Linked DNA regions of Mus musculus: region 1 is linked to region 2. A link is a contact called in public Hi-C data. All regions are on one chromosome and are shown on one strand. Each heading gives the region's core, a stretch centred on a gene start, on an enhancer-like site or on the middle of the called end of the contact. The rest is flanking DNA. Distances are from core to core; before and after follow the strand shown. Region 1 overlaps Iqsec3 (IQ motif and Sec7 domain 3). Region 2 holds the start of Slc6a12 (solute carrier family 6 (neurotransmitter transporter, betaine/GABA), member 12).

Region 1 (6,866 bases), core at 3,161-5,660, 60 kb before region 2:
TACATCTGTCAAAGCATCTGGCTGGGTCCTACCCAGACTCTGAGCTTTCAGTGAGACTAGATTTAGAAGTAGTAGACCCTGGTTTCGAGGCAGCATAGCATTAGAGCAGTATGGCATAGTTGTGACTCACTGCAAATATAACAGATGCCGTCCTGAGGCCACTGTGAACCCCAGATGCTAGATGTGAAGGTGCAAGGATTGGCATTTGCCGAGCTAAGCCTCAGTGTTGTGTTGTTCCCATCCTTCCTTGCCAGAAATCCGTGACTTGTCTTTGGATTTCACAGAGGTTCACAATTAAGAGACTCAGAAGGGATTTTGGAATTTGGAATTTTGAGCACTGTTGGAACCATAAGCCTTTAGTGACTTTTGTGGTTGGTTATACTGAATGCATTTGGCATTTTGAAAAGGCGTTTACTGGGGGCTAGAGGTAGGATATGGTGGTCTGAGTGTGAAATGTCTCCCCCAGGCTCATATGTTTGAACACTCGGTTCCCAGCTCACGGTGCCCTTTTGGAAGATTGCAGAACCTCTTGGACTTGGGGCATAACTGGAAGACAAAGGGCTCTAAGGGCAGAACTAGTTGGTTATAGGTCCTGTCCCAATCTAAGCTCTCTGCTTCCTAATCCTCTAAGATGTGAATAAGATGTCTGAAGCTCCCAAGATCACCAGGCTGCCCGCTACCATTCCCTATTGTGGTGGACTGTGTTTCCCACAAACTGCAAGCCAAAATAAGCCCTCCCCCTCCTAAGTTGCTTCTTGTCAGGTATTTGGTCACAGTGCAAGAAAAATGACCAATATAGAGTGAATTCTAGTAGGCTTACCATCAAGTAAGATTAAAGCTATCAAAGGGCCATGCCCACTCTAAGGTATTAGCTATTTGTTTTTGCATCCATGTTTGTTACATTAAAGTCATAGTGATCTGCTGGATTATGTCCTTTTAAGCGCAGGTGATGTGTTGAACTGCCTGGGACTCAGGAAGATTTCTATAAATGTTAGCTGTTTCCATTTTTATTTTCCTACCTAAAACTGAGACACATTAGAACATTCCCTCTGCTTTCTCAGAGCAGAAGAGCTTGAGTGCGCCAATTCTGGCTTGATGTCGGATCCACCCATCAGATGAGAACTTGCTAGAATTTGCCATGGAGACATGGGAAAGAACAGGATGGGACTAGCTTGTTCCGGGGACCACCCTGTATCCTGAAGACATCCCTTCTGGATGTACAAAAGAGACACCTTGCAAGTTCAGGCATATATATATGGGAGCCAAGCAGGATCTTTTAGGGCTAGCTGTGCCCACTGCTCTGCCCACCCACAGTTTTCATGTGGCTGGGAATTTAGCTCTGCTCTATTTCCTTCCTGAAGTGTCCGCTTCAGCGGGCTTGAAGGCCAGCGGATGGGAGAATGTTCTGGGCCAGCTGTGAGCAGTCTCTCTTCTAGCGTGGATGATTCTTTCCGATGTGAATCGCATGTGTGAGGAGGGCACCCATGCCTGTCATTTCAGCAAGAATGCTCTAAGGGCAGCTTTAGGATAACGCCGCCAGCAGGAAGTTTCTGGCATGGTTCTTCTTTCCACTAGTCTTGGGTCCTGTGTGAAGTTCTGGTACATACTAATTAACATTTGATGTTGGAGTCAGATTTTCATGACTTCATTTCCACCAGCATTCATCTGTTGGCCAGAATGTAACAGACTTGTTCTTCTCGGGACATTTTTAGATGAAGACAGATTGTCTGTCAATATCCAACAGACTGGAAGGCTGTGGCCTTTATGGCTAGCAAGGAATTCTTTGAGAACATCTTGCCCACTCATTGCTGTAGTTCCAGAGTAGACCCTTTCTTTGCTTGAGGAATTCCCTTGTGGAGAGGATGGTTAGGCTGTGGCTCAGGAAGACCCTTCCAGGGTCTAGAGGAGGGGAGGGAAACAACCATGTAGGCAAAGATCTTAGAGCTATTTCTACAGGTTTGAAAAGTTCTCTTCTATCACCCAGAGGGGCAAGAGGAGTGTCTTTTAAAAGTGCTGTGTTAGGAATATATATACATATCCATAATGGAAAGGCATTTAACTTAGCATGTATAAAGCCCCAGGTTCAGGTCCTTTGACTGTGAAAGAAAGAAAGAAAGAAAGAAAGAAAGAAAGAAAGAAAGAAAGAAAGAAAGAAAGAAAGAAAGAAAGAGGAGGGGAGGAGGGGCGGGGGAGGGGCGGGGCGGGGAGGGGAGGGGAGGGGAGGGGAGGGGAGGGGAGGGGAGGGGAGGGGAGGAGAGGAGAGGAGAGGAGAGGAGAGGAGAGGAGAGGAGAGGAGAGGAGAGGAGAGGAGAGGAGAGGAGAGGAGAGGAGAGGAGAGGAGAGGAGAGGAGAGGAGAGGAGAGGAGAGGAGAAACCAGTGGTGTCTTTCTGGATTTAAATCTTTGACCTCCCACCTCTCTGGACACCCTTCTCTATCCCTGACATGAATAGATTAAAAACTCTCTTGAACAGTAAATACTCCCTGAAATGGAGACTTTGTGGTCCCCAAAGATAGGGTAAACAAATCCAGACTTAAGGCATATGAATTGGGATTTTATACAAAGAGATATCTCCAGCCCAGTCTCTCATAAGCTAGCTCAGGAGAGGCCATTCCCACCCTCTGGGTAACTTTCTATTGGAGGCTCTTACCAGCCACTCTACCATGAGACTTCTCGGAGGGACTTCCAGGGGTTCAGCCTGTCCTGATGATTTCTACAGGAATATCCGTGAAGCACAATAAGGATCACACTGTGGGAGCGCCCATTTCTAAGAATGCAGGAACCAAGGAACAGAGAGGTTAGGGATCTTCCCTTCTGCCACACAGCTTATAGATGGCTGAGACCTGCAGCCAGGCAGAATGAGCCCATAATCCCACAACACCCCAATGTCTGTGCCCCACTCCACAAGAAGCAAGATCTACAGCGCTCATGGTTCTCATGATTCTCTGCTTCTGAATCATAGCACTGGAAAGCCCAGTGGGGGCTCAGCTGTAGCTTAGGCCTCTCATCTTGCCTGGGAAGAACAGACCCAGGGAGAAGAACTGACCTGTCCACAGGCCAGTGGAAATTGAGCAGAATCAGGCACAACTCCATCCCTCCTCCCCATTTTATTTGGCTGTGCTCCGATCCTCTCATCTGAGAAAGAGCAGAGAGTGTGATTCCCAAGTCTCACGGGGCCTGCACTAGATCCAGTTTCCCCTGCTTGGTGTGCATTTTAAAATGTCCGCTGATACCTGGCTAGCGGCACTGTTTCAGACAGTTAGCTGCTATTATCAGCAGCACCTCAGCTAAAAGGAGCTTCAAACCGCTCACTTATCAACATGTCAACGCAGGCTTGATCCGAAGAAACACAACGAAAGCCCTTACTTACTAAGTCCCACTATACCAGGACCTTTGTACACATTGACTTCTTAAAACCCATGCCAGCTCTGCCCAGAGGACAGGACATGGATTGTGTCCATTCTGTAAGTGAGGGAAGTGAGGTACACTGAAACTCAGTGGCTTGAGCCGGACTTCTGCACAGCAGAAACAAGACTCAAACCCAAAGGCCTGACCTCTTCCTGTGTCCCACGTTGTTACAGTACACAGACTTACTTCTCAAAATGTGTCGCCCCGGCTGGCACCATCAGCACCACCTGGAAGCCTGATGGTGATGCAAACTCTGTCTCTGCTCCAGGCCCTGTGAATGAGAAATCTAGGCTTGGCAGGAGCACCAGGGGATTCTGAGACATGTTTGGGACTCATGACCCCTGCCCACTAGGATGCTGCCAAGTTCAGCATGAGAAAAATCTGTTCTGGCATCCACAGTGACTGCCGATGTGTCTGGGTAGTTAGAGCAGAGTGCTCTTGATTTCTGGGTCAGTACCTGGCAGCCATCCTTTGGAGGGTCTTTGTGCCGCAGCGCCATCATGGGAACACTGCTGGGTCCCTGAGTCAGCACCCTCTCCTTCTGTTTTCTTGGCACCATTCACTTTTCTAAAAGGCCTTCACAGAGCATGTTATGAGTTCTGACCAGAAAAGAAAATCACCCTCCAGCGGATGAGGGTATTTTTAATTAAATTGTGTAAGCAAGCACCGCAGAATAAAAGCAGGGTCTGCGCGTCTCATGGCCTTTCCCCTGAAGCACAGATACTTGCCGCTTCCCAGGCCTCAGCAGGGCCTCACTGACAATATCTTTACCATCTCTTCTGGCCAATTAAAAAATCCCTGCTGTTGCTATTACCTATTTTCAGCTCCCAACCAGTTCCTTTGTCTGCCAGACACTGTCTTGCTTTCCTTTAAAAAAGAAAAAAAAAAAAAAAAAAAAGATCCTGAGATGACGCAATTCATTTTGATCACAGTTGTGTAGGATGCTTCATTTCCCCGCAACACGAATTGATTGCGTGAACGGATCAGTGTTAACAAGCAATTTGATGCAAGAGTGTACTGTTCATACAGATGCAGGAGCAGCTGGCTCTCTGCCTCCAAGTCCTCCTGAGCTGTTTTCTGCAGCCCCCACTCCCCCCCCCCAAAAAAACATATAGGCATGAAGGAAGCCCAAGCAAACCCTCTATCCCCACCCCCAACCTGATTCACTGGCTGATCCATCCACAACCCTCTTGAGCAAGTCCAGACTCTTCCCCAAAGCGGTCCGATCAGTGATACCCACACACTCCAGTTCTCATCACACATTCAATCGCTTCTGCAGCTGGAGGAGGCAAGAAGTGCATGTGACCCACGTGGCTTCATCACTGCCCAGCATCAGCAATCCTCCGGGACATATCCCTGGCAGAGGTCTGGGGTCAATTCCAGATCATCTTGACAGAGAATACTAAGAGATTCCAGGTCCCTGGGTGAAGTTTTCAAGGGTTGTTGAGCTTCTTCTCCAGCTTACCTTCAACAGCACCTGAGCCTGCTTCTTCCAACTGGTTTTTTACTCACTCATCTAATCATCTTACAAAGGTTATGGCTTCATGTATACTCTAGAGAAGCAGAGCTGAGAAACAACATGTTCTAACCACGCGAGGAAGTTTTAAAGTAGACTGAAGACAAGTCCGGAAAACGATGGAAGCTATGGAGACCACAGACCTTCAAGGTTGGAGTCAGACAGCATGAAGGCAAGACTGCAAGAAGGAGTCAGGAGGAAGGGGCAGGAGGAGCAGGATGCTAAGAGCCTGCTCCGCTGGGGACATCATACAAGGAATGTGGAAGGTTCTGAAGGAAAGCAAACAGGGGAGCCACTGAAGACCAGGCAAGTGTCCTAGAAGGATGGTTCTCAAGGATGGCCTGAAGACAGGGAGTAAGGACGGGCTAAGTCACTAGCCATAGTTCTGGCTGCAGCAGGAGGGAAGGGAGTAGATCTCAGAGCCTGTGGCAGGTGTGGGAGGAAAGCAGAGAACTGTGTCACATTGAGTAGCCACCCAAGTGCGTGAGAATTCAGGGCGCTCATCTTTGCCTAGAACTAACTGTGCCTGTCCTTGGACTTGTTACCTTGGTGCAGATATTTCCTGATACATGCACATCATTTCATTTTAAAATGGCAGGGTATGTTACAGCTCGGGACATCTCATCTGCAGAACTGATCGAACTTGACATTGCCAAATATTTGTTTAAGCAAGTCAAACTGTCAAATACCTGGTATAACAAAGTATGCACAGCCTGTTGTCTATTCAAGAGAAATAGGGACATCCTACATTCTCATGATTGTCACCCAGTGAGGACATTCAGACCTCAGATGACTCAACCAGGAAAAAAAGGGGTTACCACTGATGCTCCGCTGGGATGCAGAGGCGACATTATTGATGCAGTTGCCCCCGGCTTAGTAGCACTGTCGTTGACTCTTGTAAACTCAATGGAGTCCCAGCAATAAGGAGACTTGGTATAAGAGACAACCTAATGAACTTGGAGCTACAGGAAACAGAAGGAGCCGCTGAGATCAGCAAGGTCTCCTAGAGAAGGATTTTTAAGACGGGGAAAGGCCTGGAGGCCACCTCTAAGCCAGAGGTCAGATAGAGATGAGTACCTAGAAAGAGAAAAGAGTCACCCCAGAAAGAGGTTATGACATGAGGGCATGACAAACAGAGTCCACTGAACTTGGTGTCAGGGTGACCAGTGGTGGCCTTGACATGAAACAGACTGATGAGAACATGCACTGGACTGGAATGGGAAAAGAAGCCAGGACACAGGACAGCGTGAACATGCATGACTTCTTGAAGTTTGGCTCTAAACAAAAACAGAGGAAGAGACTGGGTAACAGGAAGCTATCAACACAGGTTTTCATCTGTACACTAAAAGAGACACACAGTGGGTCTTCATAAGGGTTTGCAGGGCTGTGGTGTAGCTCAGTGGTAGAGTTGTGTATAAGGCTGTGGCTCTACTCCTGGTTTCAGAAAAAAAGAAAGAAAGAAAAGAGAAAAGAAAGAAAAAAGAAAGGAGAGAGAGGGGAGAAGGAAGGAATTAGTAAAAGAGAAACCCAACTCAACACCTCTTTAGCTTAGGCTCCCAAGCTAAAGCCTCAGTCCAGCCTCCTGCTCACCTTAAATACTGCTGCTGAGTTATGGGGCTCATTCTATACCCCTCCTATGCATAGCTCCTATGCCCCTCCTATGCATAGCTCCTATACCCCTCCTATGCATAGCTCCTATGCCCCTCCTATATATAGCTCCTATACCCCTCCTATGCATAGCTCCTATGCCCCTCCTATGCATAGCTCCTATACCCCTCCTATGCATAGCTCCTATGCCCCTCCTATGCATAGCTCCTATGGCCCTCCTATGCATAGCTCCTATACCCCTCCTATGCATAGCTCCTATGCCTCTCCTATGCATAGCTCCTATACCCCTCCATCCTTCAGTCCCAGATTCCTCTGGACAGAATCTCAGACCCTGC
Region 2 (5,919 bases), core at 687-3,186:
TGGCTCCCTCAGTCGCCAGACATGTAGTGTGCAGAGACACACACAAAACATTCAGACACATAAAAATAAACAAATAAAAATTCTTTAAAACGTTTTCGAGAGGAAGAGTGGAACCACAGAATAAAAACAAAGGCAGGCAAAAGGAGAGGTGGCTCAGAGCCACGGTGAGCAGGGAGGAGAGAGGGCTGAAACCACAGCACTGGACAGCTATGTTAGACTAGGGGAAGGAATGTCCAGGAGAACGTTAGCCGTACAAACACGCTGCACAGGGCCCCTTTTCTCTCTATTCTTCTTATGGGTCAGATAGTGAATATCATCTGCGTGAGAACTCCAGATCTCAGAATCGAAGCAGGACAGTAAAGTTCCAGCCCAGCCCAGCTCCACACCAACAGCAAATAAATTCAAAAACACAGCCTCGGCCCCCAGGGTCCCTCCCCCCCGCCCCACCTCTAGTCTGTTTGCTAGGAATGATTCTGTGACAGCAAGGACAACTCGTTCCCCTTCGCAAGCTCTGTTACCTCCACAGCTACAGATCTCCTCTGCAGGCTGTCCACCCGCTTTGCTAGGCTGAGCAAGGGGAAGGGGAGGGACTTCACCATACTTGGGTGCCCTTGAGCCAATCCTGGGTTCTGTCTTCAAAGGACCAGCAAGTACAGTCTTAACTCTCTCCTCAGGAGCTGGACAGATTAGATGGAAGCCCACTCTGGTTCTAGGAAACACCTCCAGAAACCCTCCCCGCCCCACATACTGCTAGGGTTCAACCCAGGCACCACCGCTCCCTTCCCTAAACGAAAGAGACCCAGTCCCACTTCAGCCCATACCCACATACCAGCACCCACCCCTGAACACACCGATGCCATTCCGTCACGTCCCTCTGCACACACATACCTGTGTGCATGGCCCCAAAGCCTGGCTGCTCGTAGCCCTTCACACCTGGTAGGCAGCTGCCCTCCACAGTGGCAGCCCACATCTTCTCCAGCTCCCTCTCCTCAGACCCAGTCCCACCCAAGCTGGTGCCCCGCTTTCTGCTCTAGCCCTAGCTGACCAAGAGGCAGGCGCCCCCAACCTGTGAAGGTAGTTCCAGATCCATCCACTCACCCTTCCTAGCTCTGAAAACTGACTGCCCTCCCCTGGCAGGCAGATGGCCCGCCTCCTCGGGGCCAGTTCCCCATCTGTGAACTCTCCTTACTTACTGGGGCTTGTCCCTGAGCAATTTCATTATGTGGCTAGTGAGGATGGCATCAGACTCCCTGTGGCCTCAGGGGACCGCAGCTCCCTGCTTCCTGCCCAGACACACAGTTCTGCTGGGTCTTGCCTCTGCCCTGAGCCTCAGCTCTCCAGACTCAGGGGTACAGAGGCTATGATAACCAGACTGCGCGCTCTGCGCATGCTCTTCCCACTCACCTGGTCTCTCAGCCCAGCTAGAACTCCTGCTCCAGAATGAGTAAGCGTCTCCAGACCTGGAAGAGGAATTCTCACCTTCAGTACTCCTGCTCCTCCCCCCCCCAACCCCCCCTCCCGCCACAGCCCCACCCACCCAGTGGTCCTGAGACGGATGGCCAGACCAGGGAAGGGGGGCTGTAGAAAGTGAAGGGACAAAATACCACAAGCAACAAGAGAGATTGAGAAGTCTATAAGCCTAGATTACACCATCCACCCTCAGGGAACGAAACCTCATGACCCTGTCTCTCTGTCCCCTCAGGGCCCCTCACTCCTGACTAGTGTCTTCCCAGTGGGCACTATCCAGAAGAAGCCCCCAGAACCTTGTTGAACAGCTGCCTCAGGCAGCCCTACCTCCCTGACCTCTCTCCTCCTGCTCCTGGCCCTTCGCCCTTATCCTCACCTCCACCCCAACTACCGGCTCCTTCTTAGGCAAGGTACAGCCCCTCTTACCAGAGCAGTGGGATGGGAGCCACCAACTTTCAGGCTGGACACTGAGGACCTTGGGAGGGGAGCTGGCCTCAGTGACGAGGGCATGGGAGGAGGGTGAATCACAGACTGGAGTTTTCCACCAAGTACCTGCAAAGCTCGAGACCTTCCCAGCCACTGCCTTCTCCTTGGGATTTTCCTAGAGAAGTCTCCAGAGCCTGCATATCCCAGGAAGGCAAATGCAAATAGGATCCAAGGTTCAGCCCACCCACCCAGACCCTTATCATGGTCTCCCAGCCAAGGAAGACTCTGAGCCTCAGTTTCCCGCTTTGGAAAGGTGGATAATGGGTGCTTTTCAAGGTTGCTGTGGAGGGTTAAAGTCAACATGGCTGTGCTGGGAAAATCACAGGTTCTTAAGGACAGTTGTCAGTATTTGTTGCAGGCTCCGGTGGGGGTTCTGGGATCCAGATACTCAGATTCTGCCCAGCACAGCACCACAAACCAAAGACTCCTCCGGAACAGCCTGGCGGCTGTCAAGTGTGCACACCCATGGGGAATGTGTGTGCCCTCAGCAATGATGGGAGGATTTTTCCAAAACAGGGTTCTCTGGGCAAGTCTTCACAGCATGGATACGAAAAAGCCTGTGGCCTCTGGAAACATCAAGATGTTTCTTCAATGCCGAGTGGGATGGAAACAGGGGAAGTTGTGGGGAGAAAGGGAAATTTCCCTTTGTGTGGACTTCCCCTTTATCTGCTAAAAAATGTCTTAACAGTGGAGGGTGTGAAGTGAGATTGGCGGTCTGTAATTTTCCATTGGCACCCCACTCACCATCCCTCAGGTCCCCCCTGGCCTCTGTTGCCCATCAAGGAAAACCAGAATGAGTCTGGCCTTTACAAGCTGGGGACCAGCTCTGGAGGGAAAAGAGTCACGGTCTGCCGCAAGCTGCCCACTTCTCACCCCCGTGCCCAGCTGGCATGGTGCAACCTGCCCTGCCTGCTGGGTCTGCTCTATGCCTGCACGCTGGGCCCACCATCATGACCTCCAGTACAGCAGTTCTCATCCTGTGCATTGTGACCTCTTTGTGGGTCACACATCAGATATCCTGCATATCAGATATCTACATTACGATTGATAACAGCAAAACTACAGTTACGAAGTGGCAATGAAAATAATGTTATGGTTAGGGGCGACCACAACATGAGGAACTGTGTTAAAGGGTCACAGCGTTAGGAAGGTTGAGAGACACACTGCTCTGCTGTTTCTTACACAGGAGATACCAGGGTCTACAAAAAACAAAAGAGCCGGCTTTGGCAGCCCTTCTGCCCAGTGAGTAAAGTCGGATTTTACCTAATCCTTCCATCTCTTTCCCCTGGCTACTTCAGACCCTTGTCTCCCTCTCTTAACATTGGTTCCCCCCCCCCCCAAATCAAGCTTGTCCCAATATTCATTTTCCCCCGCACCCTCCTGTTATCAGACCACTGGAAACTCAAGAAGCCAGAGATTGTGTCTTTGCAAGCATCTGCAAAGTACTGCAAAGAGAGGAAGAGCCACGAGCAGCCATCTTCTTCTGACCCCGTGCATACTCCTAGGTACCTGGCATGAAGCCTATTTTCTGAGCTCCTCGTTCAGGCTGGGTACACTATGTGTTGCCTCCATTAGGAGCCTTGAGGTGTGGATATGAGAAGACTCTGCCTGAGAAGAATTCTGGGGGTGACTAGAAGCAAAACACTTCACCTTGTGACCACATGCAGTAAATGAAGAAGCCGGCACTGGAACCTGTGCCCCTTGGTTCCGAGAGCTCCTTCCTCAGATCAGTTAACAGGTGGGAGTCTCATCTCGTGATTCTCCGCTGCTATTTTAGCATTTAAAATAGTGCTGCCTCCGAGCAGACCTATGGCCTGTATTGGATGGATGGATGGATGGATGGATGGATGGATGGATGGATGGATGGATGGGGAGAGAAAGAAAGGAAAGAGAGAGGGAGATGACAACCACTGCAGGAGAAACAATCATATCCATCCCTTTGCTTAGACAGCATACGCTGCTCTCTCAGAACCAGGGACTGAAGGGCCCCAGCCCCAGGGCCATTGGACCACAGGCTATTTGAGGCTACTTCTTCCTCATTCCCTAGCAAATTCACTTAGCTAAGTAAATGCGCATCCTTCTTCCTGAGACTAAGGGGTGGTATGCTGTCCTGGACACCTCCAGGGCTTTTCTGCTATGAGGAGAGCGACTGCTGGGGTGCAGCCACAGTAAATGGAAGTGTTTACCCAGAGTGCTTCCTGGGTGCCTGTTTCTGCTGGAGTCTGGTGAGGCTGTGGGGTAAGCAGTAGTTTTAGCATAGTTTAGAGGAGAAACAAGATCACAGAATAGTTTGCCTGTTATTGAATGTGAGGGTTGAGATCCAAAATAGGCTGCAAGCCTCTATTAAGAAGGTTGCCCAGGTGACCTGTGCTTATGTGCACACTGTCTAGGGATGGCCGGGGTTGTGAGATGTGCCTGGGTCTGAACCTTGGGCAGTTGAGTTCTCCAGGTAGCCTAGTGGGCTCAGGGATTAGTAAGTGCCTTCCTGGTGCCATGGGCATCTTCTCAGGTGCCAGTTTCCCCTATGCTTCTGCCTCCTGCACTCAGATTATCTCTCCTAGTGCTTGCCTGCCGACCTCTCTGTGTAGCCTCCCCTCCCTGCCTTGCTTTCTTTGGGGAACTGCAGGATCCAGTCTCTGCCCCATACAGATAGGGACACAGCTATCCTCAGTCCTTCACCTCACCTATGCCTCTACCTCAGCCAAAGCCAAACTCAAGTACCATAGCTCCCAACTCTGACTATAGCTAGGCTTGGTCGCTCACATCTATAATTTCAACACTTGGGAAGTTGAGGCAAGAGGATCTCTGTGAGTTCAAGGCCACCCTGAACTATATAGTGAGTTCAAGGACAGCCTGAGCTAAGACTGGGGTCCTGTTTCAAAACAAAACAAAGCAAAAACGAAACAGTGTTGACAGACTCTGAGCACACCAGCCACATTTCTCAAATCTCCATCATCTCCGCCTGTCAGCCAGCATTTATCTCCCTCGCTTGAACCCAAAACCGGACTAAAAGAATACTTGGGCCCCTGACTTCATTTGATCCCTGTCATAAAACTGTGTGGGCAGGATACATGGAGTTATCCACATCTGAAAATTGAATGTGAATTCCAAGGGGTTTCTACTGAGACAGTCCATGAAGCAGACACATCAGAGAAGCACCAACACGTGGTTTTCACACTGTAGATGCCACCATTTGGGACTCTGATAAGTGGGGCTCACATGACCATCACTGAGCCATCTCATTTCCTCAGCATATTTCTAAAACTCTGAGCAAATGAGTGGGCAGAGAGGCAGATCGCGTACGCTCAGAATTGCCTGCCAGGTTCCCTCCACCTTCTGTGACTCCCTCTCAAAGCCCCAAGTTCATTCAAGGAAACTGACACAGACATCGTGGCGCACACCTTTAATCCCAGCACTAGGGAGGCAGAGGCAAGTGGCTATCCTGCTCTACAAGGCAAGCTCCGGGCCAGCCAAGGCTAATAGTGAGACCCTGTATTAAGAGATAAAAGAAATGGGTTGAATTCTGCTTCTGCCCATGTTTGTAGTAAGTGCATTATAACCTTGTAGCCATAGGCGTTGTAGAAACACGGTCAGGTAGGTGAGGCGGTGAGCTGTGTAGAACCCTAGGCTTGGGCACATTAAACCTGCAATGCTGTGACCAAGCCTGTATCCACGGAGTAAATCACCTAGGAGAAAGAGTCCAGGCTCCCCACAGAGTCAGGAGGACCACTGTCCCTGATTTCTACAGACTCTTCCAACACAAGACTGGAAAACTGGCAAAGATTTCAAAACATTTCCCTTGAAACTGACATGTCACAAGCTGAAAAAACACCCGGGGTGGGGGCGGAGCCTGAACAGCTCAGAGAGTCATAGGACACTTAGTCACGTCATGCTGTCATGCCACAGCAGAGGACCCCAGGTGAACCTGCAGACTCAGGTAGACCTTTCCCTAGATGGGGAGAGAGT

Evidence for each region. A called contact is a pair of places that touch in the nucleus more often than the background predicts.
Region 1: a contact with region 2 is called in a Hi-C map of the N1E-115 cell line, with 4 times the contacts expected there. The contact joins the enhancer-like site here to the promoter of Slc6a12 in region 2. A contact is called at or near these places in 7 of 39 promoter capture datasets (3T3-L1-derived adipocytes, cranial neural crest, embryonic stem cells and 3 more), 4 of 484 Hi-C or Micro-C datasets (the N1E-115 cell line, embryonic stem cells and trophoblast stem cells), 2 of 115 datasets of contacts at active chromatin or transcription factors (both in embryonic stem cells) and 3 of 9 other capture datasets (adipose tissue, liver and pancreatic islet).

Annotation. Positions count from the first base shown.
Region 1 is chr6:121,400,080-121,406,945 of GRCm38.p6, reverse strand. All of the region lies in intron 5 of Iqsec3 (IQ motif and Sec7 domain 3), which reads left to right. Among named protein-coding and RNA genes, the nearest start is that of Slc6a12, 61 kb to the right of the region's middle. Within about 2 kb of position 4,410, at least 14 of the 459 cell types and tissues checked have an H3K27ac peak or open chromatin away from gene starts, as enhancers often do. A contact at or near this core is called in the N1E-115 cell line, where this site is marked.
Region 2 is chr6:121,338,591-121,344,509 of GRCm38.p6, reverse strand. It overlaps Slc6a12 (solute carrier family 6 (neurotransmitter transporter, betaine/GABA), member 12), which reads right to left and starts at 1,936. Exons shown (of 16, transcript NM_001381903.1): 1 at 1,894-1,936; 2 at 1,405-1,460.